2 separate regions of the Bombyx mori genome follow, and region 2 is linked to region 1. Evidence: chromatin contacts called from public Hi-C data. All regions are on one chromosome and are shown on one strand. Each heading gives the region's core, a stretch centred on a gene start, on an enhancer-like site or on the middle of the called end of the contact. The rest is flanking DNA. Distances are from core to core; before and after follow the strand shown. Region 1 holds the start of LOC101742621 (lethal(2) giant larvae protein). Region 2 overlaps LOC101742621 (lethal(2) giant larvae protein).

The links. Hi-C and Micro-C count contacts between places; a contact is called where the count stands out from the background.
Region 2: a contact with region 1 is called in a Hi-C map of whole pupa, with 2.3 times the contacts expected there. The contact joins the enhancer-like site here to the promoter of LOC101742621 in region 1. A contact is called at or near these places in 2 of 7 Hi-C or Micro-C datasets (both in whole pupa).

What each region holds. Positions count from the first base shown.
Region 1 is chr17:3,305,279-3,308,046 of ASM3026992v2, reverse strand. It overlaps LOC101742621 (lethal(2) giant larvae protein), which reads right to left and starts at 1,325. Exons shown (of 25, transcript XM_062673283.1): 1 at 1,172-1,325; 2 at 1,012-1,104. The coding sequence starts at 1,174.
Region 2 is chr17:3,362,103-3,364,802 of ASM3026992v2, reverse strand. LOC101742621 (lethal(2) giant larvae protein) reads right to left here. Exons shown (of 25, transcript XM_062673283.1): 11 at 2,693-2,700; 12 at 2,171-2,272; 13 at 1,636-1,740; 14 at 1,149-1,314; 15 at 244-377. Among protein-coding and RNA genes, the nearest start is that of LOC101741334, 17 kb to the left of the region's middle. Within about 2 kb of position 1,287, at least 6 of the 8 cell types and tissues checked have open chromatin away from gene starts, as enhancers often do.

The sequences.
Region 1 (2,768 bases), core at 76-2,575:
CAAACAGTCCTTGAGTTGGGGCCCATGTCTCTTATGTTGACAATGATGTTGTGTTTCAATTTTAATTTTAGTAAAAAAAAAACTCGACACAATCAACAATTAGCATCTGGTATTTAATGACACCAAGCAATCAGAAGTAAGGTTGGAAATAATTAAAGTTAATAATTAAAGCCATTATTCTGCTGCACTTATAGTAATGTCTATAAGTTGTAATATCCACTTATACTTAGGTAATGAGTCACAGCCTCTCTATAGTATCGTCACTTAAATAAACTTTGAAAATGTATGGTTCATTTTTTTTTAAATGATTTTAAAGTGAACTGATCTCCTTCCATTTTTAATTTTTATATTTATTTCTATTCAATAAAATTGGTTTGCTTAATTTAATATGGTTATTTTCTTTCTGATCGCACAGTTAAAACCATTACTTAAATATCTTTTGATAGGAGGTAAAATATTAATAGCAATACTCAACCAATATCCTTACTTATTCATATTTATGACATTTTCAACTGAATATAATCATTTGGCATTCTTATTTTATCAACTCTTAAGTACGAATTAGAGATGAAATTATTATTTTCAATCACATCTCAAAATAGAAATTAATTATTGGTTTGGTTTACTTATAAAAGCAATTTACTATTTCAAAATTTATTTTTATTAAGTTTTTCAAGGTGTAATAGCCACTCGAGGAAGATTTTAATATGTGACTAATTGTATATGATATAAATGTCACATCATTGCAGTATTGAAAATATTTCTAAGTTATTTTTCATTAACTTAGTCAGTCATTATGATAAGTGTAAGGTTTTATTGCTGTTACATATAAACTTTGATTTCTATATATGTGTTGACTACATTAATATATTAAAAAATATGTTCTAGGATTTTTTTTACTTCATTATCATATAATTCTTGTCTATTATGTTATGTGTGGTCAGCTTTATTCAGTCCAGTTAAACTTTTCAAGTAGCGATAGGGCCTTTTTGTTTGGTCAATTGGACTTACCTTTCGGAATGCAAATAGTTCATTCTGCAACTTCTGCCTCTCAGCAGAGGGCTGCTGGCCCTTGCCGCGTATAAACTTCAACATTCTGCCTGCCTGCAACAGAAGTTACACTTAACCACGGCACACGTAGTAACAACAAATTTTTTGAAGAAACCCCCACCATTATCAATTATTGCATTCTCCGACTGGTAAACACTGGCACCCACACCGGCATCTAAAAGCCGACTGGCAAATGACAATTGCTTTTATGTTTCAACACAGCGATGCGATTACGGTATCCCGCACCCAGATAATAACATGAGACATCAAATCGCTTGATAAATCGTCAGATAAGGAAAACGATAAACGAACTGCTCTGAAAACAAGTAATTTCTGCGTTTTCGACCAAAATCCAGAGCGGCCACTTGAAAACATGACAAGACAACGCCTGTCTGTTGCTGCATTTTCGCTGGGATGCAACGTTTAATAACTTACGTTAGTACTGTTAGTAGTGACTTGTTACCGAAATTGTATATTACGTACCCAGAGACGACAGTTTGAGAAGTTTTAGTTATAAAATCCAAATTTAGATAGATGACAGACAACTCACTAACGGCGTCAGAATTACACACAAACACGAAAAGTCACTTTTTCAAATCAAATCACAAATTCATGGACGCGCGCACACGAAACGCACCCACACTAATGTTCGAATGACGTGAGGCTCAGAGTTACCATTTTAAAATGTTTAATTCCACGGCTTTTTTTAAATTGACAGTGAAAAATATTTGAAATTAGAAACTTTAAAGAACTTGAAAATTTTATACTCTTATCTGTTTTACTTGAGTTATAAAAATAGTAACTAAATAAATATGCCTAACTGTCTTTCCTGAGCATTGGCCATCACCTTAAAGCCTCTACAGGCTCTGTTATTTGTTTTATTTTAGTCACACCACAAGCTATCCACGAAAATTCGTTTGAATTTCGCTTAGTTTCATTTTAGAGGGATCTGATGTTTTACTGGTTTATTACACTATTTTCTTGAATTATAATTATTATTGAAACATCGCATTCTTTTGACAATTTGAAAAATGTTGTTCTAATTTTTTTAATGGATCCAACTTGACGTCTTTTCAAAACATTACCAAAAAGTACAGTATTTTTTGTTTTGCTGGCAATACTATTATTTCGTTTAAAAACGGCATTCCTGTTTGTCAATCCACAAATAATCCGTTTGGAAACAGACGAGGTTTATTTGTAAATCAATGTACAAAATTCAAGAATTTAAAATGATTTGTAAAATAAAAAAATCCAAATATTTTTCTTTTTTGAATCAATATTGCGATCCACATTTTTTGATACATTGGAATAATATATTTAAAAATACCTCTAAAATCTAGTCATTGTCATTAATGTCATTTTTTTTTTTTTTTTTTTTTTTTTTTTTTTTTTTTTTTTTTTTTTTTTTTTTTTTTTTTTTTTTTTTTTTTTTTTTTTTTATTGCTTAGCTGTGTGGACGAGCTCACAGCCCACCTGATGTTAAGTGGTTACTGGAGCCCATAGACATCTACAACGTAAATGCGCCACACACCTTGAGATATAGTTCTAAGGTCTCAGTATAGTCACAACGGCTGCCCCACCCTTCAAACCGAAACGCATTACTGCTTCACGGCAGAAATAGGCGGGGCGGTGGTACCTACCCGTGCGGACTCACAAGAGGTCCTACCACCAGTAATTACGCAAATTATAATTTTGCGGGTTTCATTTTTATTACACGA
Region 2 (2,700 bases), core at 38-2,537, 57 kb before region 1:
AAAGACACTAAAACTTAGTGATGATAATGAATAGTTTCTCCATACATCATTTTCCATAAGATAAAAAAAAAAACGATGGTCTTAAACAAAGAGTGATATTTGAGGTGTTGCCGTGGATTCGTCCGTAGGTATGTTATATGAAAATTATATGTATTTAATTGAATGGATTTACAAAGTGACATTTCATTTAAATAAACTAAAGCCCATCATTAAACAGATGTTTCCTGTTGAAGGGAAACTCACTTGTGTGGGCGAGGTGGGATTCGATGTCGTCTGTCGCCGTTGTGAACGTCCTTTACGAAGCCTCCTGAATGACTCTCTCAAGGATTTCTTGAAGGACTTTCTTCTCGATATTGGCGTGTCACCGGATCCGTGATCTGTTCAAAATGTTTACATTAAAGAAGCTTATTAATTAAAAAGACTGATGCGCGTGCAACTTGGTGCACGTGAATTAAGTGACACTTCAACGTACTTTGAGAAATAACATTAGATTAAAAATGAAATTCAAATAGGTGACTCACGAGACGCTGTCTATTTTTTCATTTTTGCTCTTCCTTAATTGTATCTTTTCTCTCTAGCCGTAACGAATCCGTCGCGAGTTAAATTTAATTCTAAACGCGCCTAAAGAAGTTTCATTTCAAAAATGAAACTTTATTTGATACGTTCCCATCAGGGTTTTAATCAGAACAAATATAGAATGCCCTGAACTAGGATGGTAAATACACGTAGGGTCAAGTAGGGTCACTTTTTACTGGTGGTACGGCCACTTGTGAGTCCGCACGGGTAGGTACCACCACCCTGCCTATTTCTGCCGTGAAGCAGTAATGCGTTTCGGTTTGAAGGGTGGGGCAGCCGTTGTAACTATACTGAGACCTTAGAACTCGTATCTTTTATTTATTTTTACTTTATTTGCCCTTGTAGGCAGACGAGCATACGGCGTACCTGATGGTGAGTGGTTACCGTCACCCATGAACTTCAGCAATGCCAGGGGCAGAGCCAAGCCGCTGCCTACCGAAGGTCAAGGTGTGTGGCGGCATTTACGTTGTAGATATCTATGGGTTCCGGTAACCACTTAACACCAGGTGGGCTGTGAGCTCGTCCACCCATCTTAGCAATAAATAAATAAAAACCATAGTACGTGTCCGTACCGTGCGGGTTGAGCGTGCACTTATGCAGCAGCGGCGCGGGCGCCGGGCCCAGCGCGTCCACCAGCGCCAGCCCGTGCGCGGTGCCGGCGCACACCACGCCCCACTCCCACTGCGCGCTCAGTGACGTCACGGCCGCCGGGGGCTGCAGCTGCACCACCGAGGTCGCCTGACGATTCACACAGTCGTATCAATATAATGACGAGCACTGGCTCGCCGACTTACCGCGGCTTCAAAACTATTGTACTGTGCTACTACGGTATCTGTCAACTAATGTACATAATGTTGTACAAAATACGTTTAGTAGTGCCGCATATGTACGCGAACCAATAAACAAACAATATTCGTAAGAATCATTTGTTTATATTTATCTTCTTCTTTAGGTACCACCTTCCTTTCTATTTGATTACTTTTCTTTATTGTACAAACACACCGAATTTTGCTACGTTTTATTTTATGTATACGGTTATAATGAAACATAGAACACAACCTGATATCCCTGCGGGAAGGTGTGCGTGCCGGCCCTCAACGTGAGCTGCCCGTGTCCCTTCCACACGAAGCCGTCTCTGTCTGACACTATATTCACTGACACCGACTGCAAGTAAAAACGAATAAGAATTACCTAATTACTACTTCAATATTGCATGAACTCATCCGAGCACGCGTTTTTTTTATGATTGAGGGATTACTGGTGGCCCGGAGGCCTGTCCAGTTTCATCAGGACGGGTGGGCGAGCAAGGGCTCAGCCAGGAGAGGTGAAATTTGCTAACAGCTGCCCGAGCGCCTCCAAAAGAGACCTAACAACTCAAGGGCAGCTGCTTCGCGAATGAATTACTACCAGATCGCAATCGCGACCCGCTGAGAAGATCCGGCGAGAAACTCAGCGGGCTGATGTTTAGGTTAGGTTGCACGTCGAACTCTTTCTACCATTTTTCCCATTCTACCGTTTAATTATGTAAGTATTACCATTAAACTCACCAAAAAATTATTAGAAATTTGTTTATTAAAAATTATTACATATTTACCTTGACTTCGGTGGTGCTCGGAGAGGTCTTGAGACTGGCTATGACAATATGGCCGGCGGCTCCGCCGATGGTGAGCATTCCAGATAACGGGCACAATATAACCTGGTAAACAAAATTATCAATAATTTGTTTAAGTCAATACAGATATCCAAGCCTTCAAGAGGGATGAGCACAGTCAGACGAACTTGATCTGCAGTAAAAAGTGTAAGGGGAGATCATCTGTGGATGCACTAGCACTATGGGATGATGAGCATACTGGTGGTAGGACCTCTTGTGAGTCCGCACGGGTAGGTATCACTGTTCTGCCTAGTTTCTGCCGTGAAGCAGTAATGCGTTTCGGTTTGAAGGGTGGGGCAGCCGTTGTAACTATACTTGAGACCTTAGAACTTATATCTCAAGGCATTTACGTTGTAGATGTCTATAGGCTCTAGTAACCACTTAACACCAGGTGGGCTGTAAGCTCGTCCACCCATCTAAGCAATAAAAAATAATGAATGATAGATGACACAGAAAGGGCTTTACCTTTTTGA